2 separate regions of the Mus musculus genome follow, and region 2 is linked to region 1. A link is a contact called in public HiChIP or PLAC-seq data. All regions are on one chromosome and are shown on one strand. Each heading gives the region's core, a stretch centred on a gene start, on an enhancer-like site or on the middle of the called end of the contact. The rest is flanking DNA. Distances are from core to core; before and after follow the strand shown.

What was found. HiChIP or PLAC-seq counts read pairs in DNA pulled down with a chosen protein or histone mark.
Region 2: a contact with region 1 is called in an H3K4me3 HiChIP or PLAC-seq map of the 230-238 cell line, with 12 read pairs. The contact joins the promoter of Xpa here to the promoter of Trim14 in region 1. A contact is called at or near these places in 6 of 39 promoter capture datasets (embryonic stem cells, hematopoietic stem and progenitor cells, hippocampal neurons and 3 more), 6 of 484 Hi-C or Micro-C datasets (the Ba/F3 cell line, the N1E-115 cell line and embryonic stem cells), 2 of 115 datasets of contacts at active chromatin or transcription factors (the 230-238 cell line and pancreatic cancer cells) and 1 of 9 other capture datasets (liver).

The regions. Positions count from the first base shown.
Region 1 is chr4:46,533,464-46,538,067 of GRCm38.p6, forward strand. It overlaps Trim14 (tripartite motif-containing 14), which reads right to left and starts at 2,678. Exons shown (of 6, transcript NM_029077.4): 1 at 2,417-2,678. The coding sequence starts at 2,617. Coro2a (coronin, actin binding protein 2A) reads right to left here. Exons shown (of 12, transcript NM_001164804.1): 12 at 3,474-4,604. Gm16731 (predicted gene, 16731) reads left to right here and starts at 2,438. Exons shown (of 4, transcript NR_151695.1): 1 at 2,438-2,600; 2 at 3,708-3,860.
Region 2 is chr4:46,194,082-46,198,685 of GRCm38.p6, forward strand. Xpa (xeroderma pigmentosum, complementation group A) reads right to left here and starts at 2,230. Exons shown (of 6, transcript NM_011728.2): 1 at 1,968-2,230. The coding sequence starts at 2,139.

The DNA.
Region 1 (4,604 bases), core at 1,428-3,927:
TTTGGTTTTTCGAGACAGGGTTTCTCTGTATAGCCCTGGCTGTCCTGGAGCTCACTTTGTAGACCAGGCTGGCCTCGAACTCAGAAATCCGCCTGCCTCTGCCTCCCGAGTGCTGGGATTAAAGGCGTGCGCCACCACGCCCGGCGAAGTTGCTTTTTCTAATACCTGGTTTGGGTCTCTTCCCTCCAAGGGGTAGCTATTTCCACCTTAGCCTTCTCTACAGCTGGTCTTCCACTTGGCACCTGGGCCTAACTCTTGAGAACAGGGGTGGGGATGGGGCCTGAACTTTTTTAAAAAAAGAATTATTTATTTTATGTATATGAATACACTATAGCTGTCTTCAGACACACCAGAAGAGGGTGCCAGATCCCTTTACAGATGGTTATGAGCCACCATGTGGTTGTTGGGAATTGAACTCAGGACCTCTGGAAGAGCAGTCAGTGCTCTTAACCGCTGAGCGATCTCTCTAGCCCTCGGGGTCTGGACTCTTAATCAGCCAAGAGTAATAATACTAAGGCATGTCAATTTCCAGGGGAGAGCTGGAAGCTCAAGGAGGCTGGCAGGCGTTATGAGCTCTAGAGGAAGAATAAACCTAGGTCCTAGTCCTCGCTCTACAGCCATGTGCTCAAAATCTGTTTCCTCCATCGCAAGCAGGTTTGCTGTGTGGAGTAAATGAGATCAGAGTGGCTGGCCAGCCGCACATGCTCAGTGCAGGTCACTTTGCCATGTTAGCATCCAACAAGCATTTGCCGCAGTGGTAAATGGGGGCAGGGAAGGGGGTCAGCCTTGGCTTCAGCTTCCACATACTCATCATCTGGGACATCTAAGCCACCTATTGCTCAAGCTGGCCCAAGGATACCCTAGCTCTCTGGTTTAGGATCTCCACCTCCAGCCACTGGAATTTCTGTCTCCTGATCCCATGAAATTCTATTTACCCTTCAAAGCGCTTCCTTGACGGTTACTCCTGTGCTCAAACTCCGCCCGCCCAGACCTGCGCTGCACGCTCGCCCTCGCGGCTTCCCACCTGCACGCGCACAGCCTCCTCCTCGGCCAGGCCCACCGGGTGGCGGCGGTACGCACCCAGAACCCGGCAGAGCGCCCACACGGAGCGGCCACAGCGGCGACAGAAGAGCTCATGTCCACCCAATGGCACTTCCCTGGGGAAGTGCTTGCGTGGCTTCCTGCCCCAAGTTCTATTTTCTGGCTCTCACTGGCCACCACCCTGGGCTCCCTAGTATGATATGTAGTACATTGCAGTGCTACTATCCTACCCCTGACCAACCAGGCAACTAACTCATCCAGATGCGGCGAGGATCTGATTTCTGACTTGGCTCACGGTACAAGCCATGGCGCTGAGTGCTGAGTATGTGCTTGATGAAGGAATGGCTCTGTGGATAGACAGAGGAAGGGTGCCTAGGTTGACGCATAGCCTTGGGTCTCCGAGTAGCAGCATTTGAGGATCCTTATTAGCAGTCATTTCACAGTTGCTGAAGGATGGTTCTGGAAGCAGGGGCAGGACTCCACTAGTCAGACTGTCCTCCCTCAGGCCCAATTCAGATTGGAGTTGTAGTCTTGTCAAGGGTGGTTAAGTCAGGAGAGAGCAGAAAGGAAGGTGCTTTGGGCAGAATTACAAAGACTTCTTGGAGATAAACATAAAATCAGCCCCGGGGGTTCAGAAGGTTCTGGCTAGCTTGCCTTCCTCAAATGCAGAGAGGAGAATAGATTCTGCAGAGCCAGGGCAGCCGGCTGGGGGTCCTGCTTTCTCGTTATCTATAGAAGATAAGGCTGTGATTAACAAGCCTCTTCCGTGGGTGGGGTGGGAGAGGGGACAGTGGTGTATTTGCATAGGGGGAGGAGCCGGATTCAAGGCAGGAAGAGGGACCTTATTGACTTAGCAAAACAACATAGGCCATCAGGTCCCAGTTCAGAATGGCCTTTTATGAACTCCAGGGTCCAGAGACATTTCCAGGCTTCATGGAACACACGCATACATACAGTTTTCTTTTTCTACAATCTGGTCTTTTGAGATAGTCTCTCTACATATCACAGGTTGGCTGTAAACTCCCAATTTTCCAACTTCATCCTCCCCTGTGCTCTGTTAGGCGAACGTCCCTCCCGCGTCCTTGACTCTGGTTGGGGAGTTGCCCTAGCAGAAGCGGTAAAGAACGTGTGAGTACTAACCAGCTTGAGCCTCCTGTACCCCAAGCCAATCTTGGGAAGCTTCGCTGGTGGTTTGAGCAACTTTTGCACTTCCATAGGGTTCTGCCTCCCGATCCTACTGTCTACTATCTAGAGGACCTCAGGGTCCCCCTTTAGTTTCCCTGTCCTAACGGGATTTGACCCTCCTTTGACGGTTACTCTTGTGCTCAATCTCCGCCCGCCCAGACCTGCGGTGCACGCCCTCGCGGCTTCCCACCTGCACACGCACAGCCTCCTCCTCGGCCAGGCCCACCGGGTGGCCGCGGTGCGCACCCAGAACCGGGCAGAGCGCGCACACACAGCGGCCGCAGCGGCGACAGAAGAGCTCAGCCGGGCGTTCGCTGTGCTCCGGACAGCGCCAGCCATACGCCCCGTCGGGCTGAAAGGGCGCCCGCGCCTCGGTAGTCTCGCTCGCCATTCTCAGTGGCAACCGCTGTTCTCTGTGCAGTGTGGTCGGGTTGGGTTGGTGCAGAAATCGAAACCTTGCTCGGGGAGGGGCGGGGCGGGGCGGGGCGGGCGACCCAGCTCCCAGTGGCAAACTGGAGGGGCGATGACCTGCTGGAGAGTTGATGCTTGGTCCCACCTAGTGCTGGATCCGCGGCACAGCATCCTTCCACTCTTTCTCACCTTGAGGAGGAGGAGGTCACTATAGATAGGAACGCGGGTGCTTGCACTGATGGGCTCACTGGAAGGTTGGCTTCCCGCTTGTTGATGATGTTGGGCTTCTGGCAAACTGCGGAGGTGCGTAGTAGGTGGTGTGGCCTGCCCAGAGGGCCTACATTTTCTACACCTCATTTTGTTCTTTTCCTGTAGTGCTTCCTCCCTATGGTCAGCCATGTGGGGGCAGGTGGGGGTGAAGTTGGAACATACTTCCAAGAAGCCCCAATTATCTTCAGGCTAAAACTTCAAAGCCCCAGGCCCTGAAGATGTTCTGATTTCTCTTGCCTTGATGGGTGAATGACCCACCCTGTTTCTAGCCGGGGCATTTTGCAGTTCTTGCTTAAGGTATAGCTGCTGCTCACTGTCCCCCAATCACATGGAGGTGTGGCTTATCTCCTTCTTCAGGAAGCGTCCATTCTCCACCCACAGCCGCCTGACCACCCTGCCCCATCCTGCCCCTCACGAATTCTCTCAAACACAAGTGGAAGCACTTCAAGGGTATTCGGACCTTACTGACCAGTTTGCCAACCTGGTCCGGTATCATCTGGTCCAGACACCTAGTGCTAAATTGGTACTTGTAGAACGAATTAACAAAAAGGAAATCGCCAAGCATTGCAATATCGAGTCTGGTGTTATTATTTATTATTATTTTGGTTGAGGCAGAGTCTTAGACTCCTTTGCCCAAGCTGGTCTGGAATTTTCAATCTTCCTGCCTCAGCCTTCCATGAACTGGGATTACAGGCAGGAATTACCACCCACAGTAGATTGTCATATTCTTACATTGCACGATTCTGTGTCTATTTTAACTTTTATTTCTTAATTATTTTTTTATTTACTTTTTTACAAAGGTACAAGGAATTTAAGAAACATTCAAACAATCACTCAAACGGCTTCAGGCACGGTTTCATATGAAAAGCATAGGTCCGTATCTTGATTCCCGTTTCCCTCTGGGATACAACCTCAAGTTTTGTTCTAGGAAGCAGAATTATTGTAGAGCTAAGGTGGGTACAAGCTCATCTCCAAGCGTTCTCCCTCATTCACACAAAGTTCCTGAGTCATCAGAAAGAAAGCTCCCAAGGCAAGAAGGAAGGAGCCGAGGGCGGCTTTGCTGCTTGGGTGGTCACTGTGTCAGGGGGCAGTGTTGCTCCATTAGCCCAAGAACATAAAAACATAATCTTAAAAAAATATGACAAAATCTTCAAAAGAAAAAAAAGATGACAAATATCCCTCTCCCTTGCTATGAAATAATTTAAATAATTTATTCTAGATGTAAAAAAAAACCCAACAGAACAAGAAACAACATATAATTTTGTTCATAGCCACCTGTGACCTGTTCCTGAATGTGAGGTCTGGGTCTGGGTCCCTTACAGTGGGGATAGCTTTTTTTTGAGGGGATGGTGTTGTACAGAGATTTGATGGGAAGCTCACTGGACCCCACCCCTAGCCACACATAAGAGGCAGCCAGTGGTTTTGGGCTGGTGTCTTCACTATGTGGCCCTCCTGCCTTCTGAGCATGGGGTTGGAGCTTTACAGACTGACATGCTGGTCACAAATGAAAGGAGAGAGAGCGCGCCATCCCAGGAGCTCCAGATCCCTGCCATACTCGGGAGCACAAGGAAGGCGAGCATAGCTAGCTCATCGCCGGGCATAGAGTCCCAGTGTAGTGTAGGGATGGAGAATAAACCAAGGAGCACAGGACCCTGGTGTGTGCAGATACCAGCGACGGTGAGTGACGTGGTCGTGTG
Region 2 (4,604 bases), core at 980-3,479, 340 kb before region 1:
TACAGCACACATCACATTCTACCTACTATATAGCTACAGTAAACCGCCAGGTCGGAAGAGTGGAAACACACCAAATCCCAAGTTTCTAGATAGCAGCCAAAGGAGAACCTTAAGCCGGTTCCAACCCTGCTTTGGCAATTCCTTTCTACACAAGGCTTGGGAGGACAGGGGGACAACAGCCTCTAGCAGAAAGGATTGTGGTGATAACTAGTATTTACTCCGAGGATTCTATACTAGACACTTGTCAAAAAAAAAAAAAAAAAAAAAAAAAAAACACTTTAAGAGGATTAGAATAACTAGACCTGAAAGTGAGCAAACAGGATAAGCCTAGCTGGGAAGTGTCTTTAAGAAGCGCCCTGAGGACCTAGCCGCAGAAGCAAGGAGCAGAAGTGATTCCCTGTGACAAACAGAAAACGGCAAACGGAAGGGAAAACTGCCAAAGCCCAAGGGTTAAAACTCACACCAGGGTATAAACCTCTGAAGGAGAAAGCCCTTTCTCCCCAGGCTGGTGAGTGAAATGAGGGGCAGGGCGTTCAAACGAGATACGGAACTCACTTGCTTCCAAGGGCAACAACACTTACCAGGTAGACTGACCGACCCTGCCTAACTTCGGCTATTTTTCTTTTTCCAACCCAGGGTCTTGAGCACACCAGGCAAGCACTTGACTACTGAGAAACATCCATGGCTCTCCTAGTTTTCAGAGTCCAGGCCTCCCTAACTTGCTCAGGCCGACCTGGAACTCTAGCCCTGGCAGTTCTTGAACTCAAGATCCTCCTGTCTCAGCCTCCCCAGCAGCTCTGGTCACAGGCCCAGCAATCAGGCTACTACTTCGGCTACTTCTAGCTTTCCTAGTGCTCTGGACTTCTCGTGTGGAACTGAACTATACTGTCTCTGCACTTGCCAGGCTGTCTGACGTTGTAGAAACTCTCATGACTCTAGACGTTGCCAGCAGGTAGATGGACATTGGTAAGCCATTTATCCAACAGTGTCCATCCGCCTACAAATAATGAGAAACTGAGGGTGCAATTTCGGACTTACAAGATCTGCACTATAACCAACAAAGATAATGAAAAGTACTTTTTACTTTACAAAATGGTAAGTAAGGGCTTTCGATTTATTTTGAAAGATTCAAATCTAAGCTAGTTAGTTACAAGCCAGCTCTGCTGGTCAAGAGCAACAAATCAAATTCAATGGCAAGTCTAAAGGTACAAACAGCCATAAAATATACGCATTATTATTTATACCTGCTGCCAAAACAAGTACTTAACACACACACACATATGTGTGTGTATATATATATAAATATATACATACATATGTGTGTATATGTATATATGTATATACATACACACACACACACACACACACACACACACACACACATATATATATATATAGTGGAGTTGTGAAAGAGGGATTGAAAAGAAGTAAATTACTTTTGTAGAAATAACTCGGGTGAATTACTCCAAAGAGCAATACCAGCAGCCTAAAGCACAACGGACATTAAAACCGGAAAACAGCAAGACAGGGGCTACCCTAAAATGCCAAGTATAGCCAAAATGAACCCAGGGCAACATGCCACTCAGTAAAACAGGGTTACCAAGCCCTGCCCTTTCCATTTTCCAAGGTGTCCATAAGAATACAATAGAGTAACTCCCAAGTGCTAGGCTCTGCGAGTGTTATTCTACTTTGAGCCCTGGAAGGCGCGGCCCATGTAAAAGACTGGGTCAGGGTCAGTTCTGCTGGGTGCTGGCCTGGGAGACGGCGCAGGCTGAAAGCTCTGCACCATAGACGTGCCGGGCAAAGGGCACGACAGGGAAGGCCAGGGACCACAGAGACGCGGGCGTGCTCGGCTGTTCCCGCACACCGAGCCAGAGCGGGCGGCCAAGGCGCAGCGGGAAGGCCCGGGATGCGGTCACAAACCCGCGGGAGGGAGGCCCTACGCGCGCCCGTGGAGGGGACCCCACCTCCGGTGGCCGCCGCCGCGGGGTAGGGCCGCGCAGCCAGCCGAGCCTGGCGCAGCATCAGTGCCCGCTGTCGCTTCCGCTCCACGCTCGCGCGTACGGCGGCCGGCAGCTGCGCGGGCTCGTCCGCGGCCACGGGCTCAGGTGACGTCTGCTTTTCCTCGGCCGTCGCCATCGCCTACACACTCCGTAGGAAGGGAACGCGTATTGTTGGTGAACAGCGGAGCCACAAGTACCCGGCCCTACTCCATCACCAGGCAAGGAGAAGAGCTACGCATGCGCAGTCGAGGAGTCCTGGTGGAAAAGCCTATGAAGGGCGAGGCAGTACGCCTGCGCAGCCGAGGAGTGGTGGCGGAAGAGATGATAGTGCACTTGTTGACAAACAATCCGGACTAAGCGATGGGGGAGAATCAGGACTTTAAAGTCATCCCTGTGTTCCAGACCAGCCTGAGCTACATGAGACCCTGTCTCCAAAAGTAAAGAGAACATGGAAAAGAGCATTGGGAAAGAATGGCTGTGTGACAGCTAAAAAGCATGAGAAAACAGGAAGGCAACAGAGAAAAGTGGGACGTGGTATGAGCTCCAAACCCAGCTGCGGGCCATGGGTAGAGAGCCAAAGCCATAGCCACATGGAGAGCCAGACAGCCCCATGACAACAGACTGGCCATTCTATACACAAATGAAACCCTTGTTTTCATCCAGTGGGGGAAACGTGATGTGGCAGTGACTCCTCCTGTGTGAGCCATCTTTCCAAAGATGGCTTTGGAAAAGAAATGCACATTGTTACTCCCCGTGTTTTGGACCGATGTGCCAGGGGGCTTGTTCATAGCATAGCTGCTCCCGAAAACCAAAAGCTGGAATCTACCCAAATGTCCATCAACTTTTGAATGGCTAAACAATGCATAGTATTACCATACAATGAACTATTTTTCTTCAAACATGAGAAAAATGAAGCGCTGGTCCATGCTACGACATGACTGAACTTTGAAAATGTTACTCTAAGAGGAAAAAGCCATTCACAAATGCATATGTTTATGTGAAACTCACAGAATAAGCAAGCCCGCCATAACAGAAAGCAGTCCAGAGGTTCCTAGAGTTTGCAGCTAAGGAGTAACCAGGAGGAGATGCTCCTCTGTAGGTATGAGGCTGCCTCCTGAGGTGATGAGAATTCTAGAACTAGACACTCTTGATGATTGTGCAACTCTGTGGATGTATTTTCTGGCCAGAGCAGGGAATCTGAGCACCAGAATTATAAAGAACCCCACCTCCACCCCACCCCTGGGTAGCACCAAACCTTAAGTGGCAGCACCTGTGATGACCACCACAGTCTCTGCACATTTCTGGCTTGGTGGCTGAGGGAATGAGGTAACAGGATCTCCCCCAAAATAACCTCTGAGAGTGGCCAGTGCTCAGAATCCTCTCCCCCACAAAGCACCGAATCTGACAGGTTGCAGGGTGTGGCTCAGGTGCGTCCTGAGCCCCAGTGTTTTGAAACTCTTGGCAACTTGTTCTTCCTTTCCAGGTTAACTCCCTCTCCTTTGGCTCAGGGACTTTTTGTGATAGAGTTTCAGGTAACCAGGTCTGAACTGTGAGCTGGCGCCTCAGCTCAAAGCAGTCTCCCTCTTCAGAAAGGAAGAGTGCTCGCCCTCATCTGTACACTCCACTGGGTGACAAAGGCTACGGGTTTGCTCAGAGCAAAACACATGAGTCACTTGGTGGGGGTACAAAAGGAAAAAGGGCAGGGACAGCAAACCAGGGGCCCTGTCCTTGCCTCTTCCCATCCTGTCTCGAGGAAACCATGACTGTATCCACTTTCCCACATTATACCTCCTTCACCTCCCAGACTGACAGATCCTGACTAAACAAGGAAGCTGCGTAAAGGACAGAGAGCATTGAAACCCCAATGGAACTGAAGGAAAGTAGACTCTGAAAAAGGGAATCCAGGAAGATGGGGTAAGACACGGACAGAGGCCGTGCTCAGACTGTCTCTCTGTGTGCATGACTGGGCTGTTTTTCCTCTGATTCCCTGAGGTTTTGGCCCTTAAATGCAGTCACCTTGGCCATCACTGGCACCCACTCACAACAGAAGCATGTCTTTGAGCAGGTTTTCATGTCACTGAGAGCTCCCGGGCTGAGGACCCAGCACACAGCAATGAATTAGTCCTATTCTTCCTCTCCTGGAGCTTCCGGTCTAATCTGGTCTGGTCACATGACCACCTGTCACACTCTTATCTGAAAGGACTCTCTTCTCCACACCTTGAAGCTCTTTCTTGATATTTCAACTGGATATTCCTTCTTTGCTCTTCTGAAACTTATCCCTCGCCCTCAGCCCATCCCCCAACCAGCGCCATCCATCTTTAATGACCGATGGAGCTCTGAATGGGTACCAAATGCACTTGGGCTTAAGGCAGCATCCTCTGGCATCCGGGAACCAGGAGGGCTGGCCCAGAGTGGGCATCATCTGTCCAACTGTTGAACGTCCTTGCAGTCACCAGAAATCAATGAGGATACAACCCTGAGCAAATCGACAGATCCCTCCTCACACAGGCAATGTGTCCTAACTAGCTTTGCTCGGACCCAGTTCACGTGCTCTCCAATGTACCCATTTAAAGCAGTCTAGTCATGTTCAATATGGCACAG